Linked DNA regions of Zea mays: region 2 is linked to region 1. Evidence: chromatin contacts called from public Hi-C data. All regions are on one chromosome and are shown on one strand. The core of a region is the stretch at or near the end of the contact, and the rest is flanking DNA. Distances in the headings are between cores, read along the strand shown.

Region 1 (6,024 bases), core at 1,705-4,204:
TACTACCCCATACTCATACCCACGACACAAAAATAATCTACCGGATCACCCATATATACTGGTGGGTATGAATTTACCTCCATACCCATACCTAAGTGGGTATGGGTCACCCATCGGGTCATCCGTACCCACAAAAATTAAAAATCTATCAAAATATTATACTATACAAATATCAAGTATATCCATATAAATACCATTACAAAATTTTCTAGCATCATTACAAATGGTCATTAATTGCCGTTAAGCCTTCTATGACATTATGGTTTAAAAGGTTGTTAAATAGTAAAAAAGATGGATGACTAAAGTCCAAGTTCATGTTTGGGCTAAGTTTATATTGGTTATTTTATACCCACGGGTCAACGGGTATGGGTGCAGACGGAACGTTTTAATACCTGCCTACCCATTGGGTGAAGATTTTTGTCCAATAACAGACCCACGGGTAGAATATTTAGCCCACATATATACCCTAATGGAGTAAATATCCATCAGGTATCGAATCGCGGGTACTCATTGCCATACTACTGCTAGTCAAGCGAGAGGCGATCCAGCAGCAGCAGCAAGACTCGGTTGTGGTCGGAAAATGAGCTAACAGCTTCAGCTGTCTCCGAATGTATGGCTAGGGGTGAAAACGGGACGGATACTAGGTCATCTCATATCCTATCCTAATACAATTTTCTCGGATACAGGATCGGATACGGATAGTTAAAATCCGGGACGGATACAGGATGAGATCGGGTAATAAATAGAGTGGGTAAGAAACGGATATCGGATATTACCCGGATAGATAACGGATATTAGTCGGATAGTCCGTCCTGATGAAAAAGCCAAATATTGACAAAATAGACACATACAATTCAAGTTACTAACCACAAGTTCATTATAGAACTAAAAACACAATTTCAAAAAAAATCAGCAGCATATCCCCTCTTTTAGGCATACTCCACAAGTCCACAGGTATATAACAAATAGTAGATATTTCACACAGGTGATATGATTTACATCTTGATATGATTTACATCTATGGTGCTGTCAATTCCTAAATAAAATAAGAGATTCTCAGTTACATGAAAACTGATTTACATCCTCCATCTCAGTGACATAAACACCTGACTAAACAAAATAAGAGATGCTCGGCAGTCCAGTCGTCCTCGTTCGGGCCTCCGCCTGGCCGCTGGTGCCTGGCGGCTAGGGCTAGCTACGGCCGTGCGGGTGCGGCGCCTGTCTCCGTGTGAGTCCGTGGTCGGCTGGTCGCGTGGTCGTCTGAAGTCTGAACGACGAACAGATGGTCGGATGGGCTGGCCGGGGCTGGCTGGCTGACTGGGCCTGTTTAGTTTGCATGTGGTGGGCCGACTAGACTTCAAAATTAAAACGAGCAGGCACTAGAAAATTGAAACGCACGCTGGAACAACGCACAGGCACAACACACGCAGGAACGGAAGCGTAACCGGGTACCCGTATCCTACCCGTACTTCTCGGGTATTTGCCGGATAGTGATTATCCTGTATCCTACACATATCCGACTGATACATATCCAGGTAGTATCCATATCCGACCCGTATACAAAATTACCCGTATCCGGTACCCGAAAAACAGGGTATTTTAAGTACCCATATCCGGTACCTGCCGGGTAATCCCGTCCCGTTTTCACCCCTATGTATGGCAGGATTATTGCCTACCATACATAAAGACTTGAGCACGTCAATCGGCCCCCCGTAGCAGAAAGGAGAGATCCACCAGGTCAGCTTCCGTCTCGTCCTTGTATAGGTAGGCAGTGCTACATGGGCAGGCAGAAGAGAGATCGACCAATAAAGAGTCCTCCCTCCTCCGGCACCCATATATAAACAAACTACTAAAAAAATTCAAATCCCCTCTAGTTTCGGAGGACATTTGAGTTTCCAAATTAGCATCTTCAATCCCTTAGGATTGAGAAAAATTAGGCTCCTTTAATTTCGAAGAAGATTTAAGTTTTTAGACTAGCATCTTTAATCCCCTCTAATCATAGAATGGATTTAATTTTCTAGTGTTAGTTTGAAAACCCAAATCCTCTCTAGGATCGAGGGGAGATTGGGCCCCTCTAATCTTAGAGGAGATTTGATTTTCTAAATTAACATCTATAATTTTCCAAACTAGCCCCCACGCCAATGAAAATGACATTTCTAGAAATCAATCACACTACTCACGCTGCTTCTTTTCTTTTCCCAGCGCATCCGTTCTTAATAATTAGGCGATGCCTCAAACCAGAGTATAGTCTTGGCTCATCCCCAGCGCGTCTCTCATCCGCATCCAGATCCTCCTCAGCCACCACCGCGCGCCACTGTCGTCGCATCGGAACGGACCATTGTGCCCATGAACATTACGAGCACGCCGATGCATGGGCCACATCACAGCAGGGGCGCATATAGGCCAGGGCGACAAATAGTTTTAATTGGCATCCCAGCATGTATTACCATTATCAGATGACGATGTTATTTTCATACAACAAAAAAGATCGGTTTATTTTTACGTACCACGCTTTTATTTCGTCTGTACAGTTCCTGTTCCCCATAGGAGTGTTTTTTTCCTTTTGGGGCAATTACTTTTTTTTTACCGCTGGCTAATAAAGGCAAAAGGTTCAGTAGGGCTCCTCTCCTGTTCTCTCAAAAAAATAAAGGCAAAAGGAAACGAGGCAGCAGCAGCTTCTTGGAACAATACCACGCAACACGAGGAACTGTCACTGACGTAAGACAAGTGACGTCAGCCACGCATCCGTGCCCATCCTTAGAATACGGCTAATGATGAGATTATGCGGGTAACCAATCGGACGGTTAGTGACTAAAGGGACTAATATCCAGTTGTAACTTTTTGTTGCAAATATTAGGCCTTGTTCGGTTAGCTCTCAATCCATGTGGATCGAGTGAGTTTAAATCTCAAACGAGTTAAATTTCTTCTTAATTTTTTTTTAAAATCTCATCCAATTTATGGGTAACAGGATTAACCGAACAAGTTCTTAGTTGTGTATCTTATTTCCACGTACACCTAGTTGCTTGGGTTGAGCTGAGGTGGATTGAAGTGGTTCGAGAGAGCTTTGAGAGGGATTTTGATCTATTGTGGATTTAGGCACTATTGACAGATCACAGTGTAAGGAGTATAAGGAGATGATGAGATCACAGTGTTTTTCTGGTTCGATCAAAAGTGCATGGCGAAGTTGGGTAGGACAGCATGTGAAACCCAAAAGTTCTGCCATCCCGTCTTGACAGAAGTTGACGTCGCATCTAAGAAGGTTCAATTCGGTTGACTAAGCCTTGATAATAAATATACCACCCAAAGAGCTTTCTCGTCACTGCTCTCCCGGCCCTCTCTAGTCTCAACGTTTCATTCCTTGAGCTTTGCGATGACATGGGAGCAGCGTTAGGGCGCAGGACGTAGACGACGACGTACGGTCACCGGCCGGCATCCATGGACGATTCAAGCTCACAGCCAGCCACAATGTATGCATCTCTCTCTCTCTCTCGTTCGTTGGCAATCATCAAAAGAATGGTTTTATTCTTCTTTCTATGATGTTTTGATGCGTTTGCCTAAAACGGGACCACACTCGGTTTATTATTGGTTGACAACTTATCATACCTTTGGTTCTCATGCAGCATGGTTCGTTATTATTGTTTTTTTTTTTTTTGTCAAATTCTCATGCAGCAACATGGAGATGTATATATATTGTCGTCCACAAACAGATGTCGTTCAAGTTCATGATATATGTATGCGTGGCCTAATACTATATATGAACTATATATAGACTCACTTTCCTATGTATACGTCTCAAATATCATCCCTGGCTGCTTGGAGCAAATAAATAGATCTAAGTATGAACCGCCTAGTTTACGCTGCTATATACTACTAGTTCTGCATCACTGTAGACGAAGCGGATTATAAAGTAATTAAGCACCCAACAGATAGGTTAGGTTCTCGACGACGACGATTTATGCGTAGCTAACGTTTCTAGCCACAACTGTAGTGATGCATGCAGAGTGAGCGGAGGAGAAGAGAGAAACCAAAGGAGGGAGGAGGACGACGACGAGGAGACGGCGGCGGCGGAGGCAGAGGCCGGCAACGGCAGCCAGCTGATGGTGGTGCCCGAGGACGGGTACGAGTGGAAGAAGTACGGCCAGAAGTTCATCAAGAACATCCAGAAAATCAGGTACTTTCTCCCTTCGATCCATTTCCATGTAGTTAGTGCAACTTTGACTATATATATAGCTGTCCACGCATCTTATTCGTTCGTTCCGATCCTGTGCATCAAATCGTTTTAATTGAGTCGATGTGACGCCCATCGATCACCCACCGTGCATGCAATGCTCTGCTGCTTGATCTTATCGTCACGAGAAGAAGAATCAACCGAAGAAGAGTCCTCGCTCTATTAATCACGGTCAACCAGCAAATAATGCCGGCCGGCCGGGCGAGCAAATTGCACACAGAACTGATGGTGGGCGTGGCGTGTGGGTGGGTCCATGCATGTGTCATGTGTGTATGGTCCAATGGCGCAGGAGCTACTTCCGGTGCCGGCACAGGCTGTGCGGCGCCAAGAAGAAGGTGGAGTGGCACCCGCGCGACCCCAGCGCGGCCCTCCGCGTCGTCTACGATGGCGCGCACCAGCACGGCGCCGCGCCGCCGGCGGCTCCGGAGCAGGGCGGCGGCGGCGGCGCCTCCAACAGATACGAGCTGGGCGCGCAGTACTTCGGCGCCGGGCCGGCCGGGTCAGGGTGACACCTGACAACGCGAGGAGGAAGGCCGGCCGGCGTCGCGCCACGCATGCATCAGTTCTGGCTGCCGCTGCTTCCAGGTTCCATCTCTTTCGCTGCGCAACGGACGACGGCGGCGGCAGGTGGCTGGTGCTGCCGGTGCCGGTTGACGCCTTGCGCCGGCGCAACGTGATGTTGAGTGCGGATTGGCTGTTGCTGCACGCTCCGATCAACTCTGTTATTGTCCTAGTAATTAGGACGATGGCGCATATGGTTTTTTTATGCATCAAAAATAAAATACTCTCTCTATCCCAAATCAAAATTCTTTTTTAGATAATTAATAAATCCATACAGTAATTGTTTTATATATGTGTCTAGATTCATCTTCTTATATTTTTGGACTGAGGTTTGGAAGTGGGAACTAGCACAGCCGCTATTATGTTTTGTTTTTGCAATCCTAATCTGAAAAGTGAACATCAACCTCAAGGATAGGGATGGCAACGGGTTTAAAACCCGTAGGTATAGAGATTACAAACCCGTATCTACAAGATTAATGTTAAACCCGTACCCGCACCTGTTACCCGCAACGGGTAGCGTATGTTACCCAAACCCGCTACCCGCGGGTTTATGGCACCCGCGGGCACAATGCCCACAAGTTGTCATATTATATATATACATACATATACATACATACATACATACATACATACATACATACATACATATATATATATATATATATATATATATATATATATATATATATATATATATATATATATATATATACACACACGCGCGGGTTTGCGGGCACGGGTACAACATTTTCATACCCACAAGAAAAAACCCGTTGGGTTGAGAATCAAACTCGTACCCGTACCCACGGGTATAAACTCACACCCAAACCCGCACACTATAGGGTTTTTACCCGCGGACACGCGGGTAAAATATGCCCGTTGCCATCCCTACTCAAGGACAACATTGTGCTAGCGGTGGAAAACCTCCCGAGTTGTTTTCGAGTGGAAAACCTCAAGGACAACATCGCCTCTCGACTGAATGCGACACTTCAAAGGTAGCTTTGTCAGTGGGATAAGCCTAATCCGTTTAACACTTCAATCATTTGCAGAGAGCAAGGCGTCAATCAGTAGTGAGTGCCTCAAGAAGCTAACGTATGCCGACAACTTTATCACTGCAGCTGCAGGATAGATATGCGCAACCCAGCAACTCGTCAACGTCGATTTCATTGCATACGAAAGTGTTTTCGAGCGAGGCAGGCATGTGGCTGCGCCATGAGCCCAGGAACATCATGTTC
Region 2 (6,024 bases), core at 2,169-4,668, 260 kb after region 1:
ATTAAAGAATATATGCAATACAATAAACCTAATCCCCTATTGTAGTTCTTGTTTATCCAGTATGACACCCAGAAAACCTAAGTGTCCTACCATTTTACCTAAGTGAGTAAGTGACCAATGAACAAGTGATCAATGGACAGATACAATACAGTATGTATTGAATGAGGAAGGGCAAGAGTCACATGGTTAGATTCCCTGTTGATGATATAGAGCATGATAACTTATAAATGAATGAGAATTTACCCTAAACAACTTGTAAAAGAAGTGTGTACTTTACTAATTCAACTATAGTTAAAACAACGGTATCTTTTCCCTTGTCAATTCTACAAGAACTGGCAAAAATAGAACATTTGAAAAAAAATGCAGAGTGATAACTTCAGGTTGTCAGCATAGCTAAAGTAAACTACCTCTTTTATTTGTGAATCAGTCCCTATGGATTTTGTTTCTCCACCTTGCAGATTTCCAATTGAAGGAGCTGATGCATTTCGGACAGGTAACCCAGAAAACTTATCAACTACAGAAGCAGGAGGTATATTGTCATCAACTGAATTATTTGCACCAGATGTTTGTCCATATTTGCTATTCAAAGAAACAGGAGCAGCAGCAACTAGCTGACTAGGCCCTTGTAAAGCACTTGATGGACCAGGAGCAACAAAAAGAAAATTAACAGGTTGTTGCACATACATAAGTTGATTTGGTGTGACATTCTCCCTTGAGCTATTTGAATTCCTTTTTCTCTTCTTTTGCTTATTAGAACTAATCTCCTGATTTCTTGCAAAACTTTCTGGTGGTTGTGCTGCAATTGGCATCACCGCTAATGGTGCTACCTGTCCAATACCTCTCTTGGCCATATTAACCCTGTTAGCAGCCTCTTGAAGAGCTTGCATTGCCACAATATAAACCTCTAATGATGATGCCCCCTCCTCAGCATACCTTAGTGCTTCACGACACAAACTGTTGTAACGCCATGTCGGGGACTGCTCATCATCTTCAGCGCTACTTCTTTGCTCCTCCTTGGGCTCCGCAACTCTGCTAACTTCGTCAACATTCTTGCCTGAGCTTCTATCCAGTGCATTCTTTGTCCATCTTTTTACAAAGTAATGAGAAGGGAGTGCAGAGACACCTCTTATGCCAAACACGGTAAGTATGTGCCTGCAGACAATACCAAAATATTCAAACATATGACAGCTACATGTCGCCGAACTTCCAGAAGAACTGAACTGAACTGTTACAGACTTCTCACTTCCTTCAGATCTGGTCACTGTATAAATTGAAGCATCGCCCTCCTCTTTCACCATGTCAGCAGTGTAAACAGAGGCACCAACCAATTCCTGTTGGAATTTCAAAAACATTGACCTTGTATATAACTCCGCTCCTTGCTTTTCTATAGGAGATGATGTCTTCATATCAGGAAGTGAATATTTTGTTTCAAATTCTTCCTTCACCTCTTTCTCGTAACAACAGTCTAAAGCTTTTTCGTACTGCTGAATGAATGACTGTGAATCAGTTTTGGCACTGATATAACCTTCAAACAACGAACTCCTGCTTGAACATTGCAGCTTTAATGACACATCCCCAAAGAATGTATCTCTCAGATATACGGGGACCCACTGATGGCGGCAGCTGTACATCAAGTCAATCCATTCACTTTTTTGAGAGCTGACCTTAGAAATTAATGCCTTCCAACTTGCTTCAAACTCATTGATTGTTTCAGACATGTTGATGCAATTGATAAAGTCCTCATGGAAGGATGGAAACACATCTAGGAGATATGACAGCTTATCTTGTGCTTCGTTCATGATGTGCCACTTACAGAACTGGAGCCTAGTTAGAGGAAATACTTTCAAAGCAGCTGACTTTAAAGCATTATCATGCTCCATGGTAAGAGAGGTAGGGTGCTGTCCAGACATTGCTAAGAGGAATGTCTCAAACAACCAAACAAATGATGTCTCATTGTTATGTGCCATGATGGCACAACCAAATAGGACTGGCTGGCAATGGTGATTAACTCCAGTAAAAGCAACAAGTAGAAGTTCATGCTTGCTCCTTTTGCAGTAGTCATCCAAGATGATGGCATCTCCAAAATCTTTGTATGCCGTCCTAGCCCTCGAATCGGCCCAAAACACATTCCCCACTGGACGCCCCTCAACAAATTGCATGGCATAAAAGAACGCTGGATCTTCAGCTTGCATGCGCTTGACATAATCCAAAATTACTCTAGTGTCATGCCCGATACCATCCGAAACATACTCAGGAACCACTTGAGCTATGCTTGTATGAGGAACAGGCGGTGTAAGAGGAGGTGGCGGTGGCTCAATTGCCAGAGGCAAACTGCCATTTCGATGGCCCCCAAAAGGCCGCTGCTTTCCACACTCTGACAGTGGCTTGTGCGGGCGCAGACAGTGTGCCTGGTTCGCAGGGACCAGGGGGTGGTTATGTGCAGTCTCCAGCTTGGTCACACTCCAGCGGCCATTGTCCTGCTTCTTCACCCGGATCATGGCCTTGCAGCCAACCCTGGTGACAGCCCGCGTCCGCCGACCCCTCCCACTATCGTCGTCGCCAGCGTCTACGGCATCACCACGTGAAACCTCATTCTTCCCGCGGTAGGTGCGGAATCCCTCCTTGGCGCAGACGAACTGGCGGGACATGACGGAGCCGTTCCGTCGCGACCTGTGCATGACGCTAATCCGGGTGCTGAAGCCCACGCGGTGGGCGTAGACGTTGTAGAACGTCCAGGCCTCCTCCTCGTCGTCGAACTCCATGCCCTCGAAAGGGTCGACCCCGTCGTAGGCGCCGGCGCGCGCGGCGTACGCTGACGCGGAGACCGAGGCCGATGCGGACGCCGAGCTCGCCGGAGCCGAGGCCCCGGCCGAGCCGCTCCCGGCGTCCACCTCCATCTCTGCGCCGTAACCGACGCTGTCGTTGTCGCCGTCTCCCATTTCGCTGTCGGGCGACCCCTGCTCGCTGCCCGCCCCCCTCTCCGTGTCCATGGCCGCCGCGGCGAGGCCGAGGGCGGCCGGTCACTAAAGGCAGCTCCCCGAGATCAATCCGTCAAGCCAGTGGCATCTCCATCTCCAGCCAAGACACGTACATCCGCCCACCAGCTAACGCTCGGGCGGGGAGGTACAAAAAAAAAGTAAAATGGGTCGAGGCGATCCACGCGGCGGGCGAGCTCGAGGATGGATAAGGGGAGCAGAGATAGGCGGAGGAGATGGTAAAAAGGGGGATGCGCGAGGGAGGCGGGGGCGGTGCTCCGGCGAGGGGGGCGGTGCTCCGGCGAGGTGCGGGACGGGAGGAGGCGAGGGACGATGGGTGGGGTGAGAGGGGGGCGGACCGCGGAGAGGGGTTGGGGGAGCGTGACTGGACGAAGGGGCGTTCTGGGGTTTGACCGGGCGCACCGGATCAGCGGGAGGGTCCGTGTCCGGCTCGCTAGGGTTTGTTTGCTTTTGCGCCGGCCGCCGGGACCGGATGCGAGTGGGGCCGCGCGCTGCTTGGGTTTGTTCCGTGGCCCACCGCGATTGCCTGTACTTTGACGGCAGCTGGGTGGAATGGATCATCGGATGGTGATCAAAAAGGCCCAAAATAGGGCTTCGTACTTTTTTTCCCGATTTTATTTGCGAAAAAAGGTTTGGTTGCCACTAACCAGTTGATTTGAACGGCATGTTTTTTCTTATTAGGTATAAACTGTACTTTTTGCGCGTTGTTATTACTCTCTCCGTTCTAAAATATAGTTCTTTCTAGCCTATTTTTTCATCCACATTCATTCAAATGATAATAAATTTAAAAAATATGAAAATTACATACATATGTTATTTAATGAATATGTGATTAATCTAAAACGAATATTTTGGGACATAGGGGGTACTTCTCACCTGGTCCCCTAATAAGAACTTGAACTGGAATTTGAGTGGCCAGCCGATCCTGCAATCATCCACGACAATCTCTGTCTTCATCTCTATCTCTACTATATTAAAATATTAGTTTTTATGGTTCCACGATTCCACTGCCATTGTTCTATCTCACATTTAAATACTAAAATTATGCATAAATGAGGATTTGAACCATGTTTGTTGATTTCAAACCTATATTCACACTCACCTAGCCAACAAAACACATATCTCTTTGTGTTTTATATTCTTAAACATAAATAGAAATTGCAGCAACATACGAGCACTTTTGCTAGTCAACCGCTACCGCAAAGCTTCCACTCGCACTTCTCTCCTCTTCTCTATTGTAAGTCTATCTCCGGCAGCTATTTCATCATCTCTTCTTTTAAATTTCACTTTGTAAACACTACGGTCTATAGTGCAAAACAGTGTTTTGCACGACCATGCACAATTTGTTGGCCATAGCCTAAAGCACTAGTTTTCACTGTCACTGTATGTCAACACTCTAAAAAACTTTTTTTAATCAACATGTGGTCCAAGCCTCCTCATTTTGGCTCCCTCCCCTCTGCGACCACATGGACGACTGCTTCTCCCCATCCTTCCTCCTCCTGCCCCGCTACGACAAGGGTAGACATCACAAACCATTAGTCCGACGTGCGAGGCCAAGACATCGGCGGTGCGCAGTCGAAGGCGGGAGTCACGCCTCCTCAACCAATGGATCGTGCAGCAGGGCAAGAAGGTGCTCTCCTCCATGGAGCACGAGGTCGAGTGCTGCAACCATGAGGCCCAGTTCCTCGCGCTCGGTTTGTCAAATCATTCTCTGTTGAGTTGAGTCCTCGCCAAAGGTGCCGTGTCGTATAGTACTTCTCCAGGTGCGCTATAGTACTTCTCTAGTTATAGGTGATAGGTGCATGGCTTCCGCTCATAAAGAATGAGTGAGACCGGCGCTCAATCAATCAACCACCAGTAGATGATAAAGGAAAAAGGGGTTCATCAATGAGAGGCGCATGAGATTCTGTATTGGCCAACTCTTTCTAACTATCACTAGGTCGAATACTCTGATTCTCTGTGGACGCGTGCCTCTACCCGATATCCACTCTCGATCCCTCCTTCTTCCTCTCCTTGTCGTTCGTCGTGATGCCATCGCACCTGCACACACCCCTCCCCAAATGCGCCCTTCTTGCTCCTCTACGTGTGGCATGAGCTTGAGAAACATCACGCTGATGACACCCACCCCTTCGACTGTGGGACCTCTCTGGACATCACCAACCATGACCGTGACCACGTACGCTAGATCATGCACCGCCACAGACACCATTGATGGTTCAACCACCATCGTCGCCATGTGTGCCGTTGCAACAGATGGGTATTATACCAATTATCTTTGAAAAAATTGAAGCTCCATTCTCCGCTTGAAACTCATCGGGCGCCATCCTCGTCAATTGCATTCCTCCTCGCATGTCGTATGGACCACCGCTGTCGCGCTCCTCCGCATATGTGCATCCTCTTGTGACCCTGTTGCCTTCTATCGCTTCGTCCGATAATCCCAAACGCGTCGACGTGTGGGTTTTGTATTGCTCTTTGCCCCGTGCCTCCCTCCTTGTCCCTCCAACATCTTGCAGAAAATGGATTTTCTTTACGAAGCGTGAAAAAAGGAAGGTATTTTTTCACTTCGACTCAAAAACGGTACACACAATTATTTCACATTGCATAAAGAAATATAGTATACAATGCAACTGAACACAACACACAATTGTATTTACATAAAGCAAGATGCTTTATAATGTATTTGCACCATGCTCCATCAAGTTTATATGTCCATCACTACTCCATCAAGAGGTAAATGATTCGATTTGATCTTATGCCTCTTTTACTTGTTGTCTAATGGGTAGATTAAAGGCTGCATAGGGGGTTTGATCGGTTCTTACCTTAACCAAAGGTTCTAGCAACTAGGGTTTAGATTCAAAATTAGATTCGACCAAACCTTCTATGCAACCTTCCTATAGGTCCTTTGGTTCAAGTACGACGGGAGCATATGCATACCAAAGTTAGATTCAAAATTAAATTACTGTCTAAATACGGGAACCTGCTGGAGACCAAGCTACTTCTTACTCTCTATACCTATTTTTCGACTTCC

The links. A called contact is a pair of places that touch in the nucleus more often than the background predicts.
Region 2: a contact with region 1 is called in a Hi-C map of ear, with 3 times the contacts expected there. The contact joins the promoter of LOC103626030 here to the promoter of LOC103626027 in region 1. A contact is called at or near these places in 7 of 25 Hi-C or Micro-C datasets (bundle sheath, ear, endosperm and 3 more).

What each region holds. Positions count from the first base shown.
Region 1 is chr5:16,024,472-16,030,495 of Zm-B73-REFERENCE-NAM-5.0, forward strand. LOC103626027 (probable WRKY transcription factor 2) reads left to right here and starts at 2,955. Exons shown (of 3, transcript XM_008646410.2): 1 at 2,955-3,467; 2 at 3,989-4,171; 3 at 4,518-5,358. The coding sequence starts at 3,436. The coding sequence ends at 4,737.
Region 2 is chr5:16,281,314-16,287,337 of Zm-B73-REFERENCE-NAM-5.0, forward strand. LOC103626030 (protein FAR1-RELATED SEQUENCE 5) reads right to left here and starts at 3,419. Exons shown (of 3, transcript XM_008646415.3): 1 at 408-3,419. The coding sequence starts at 2,990.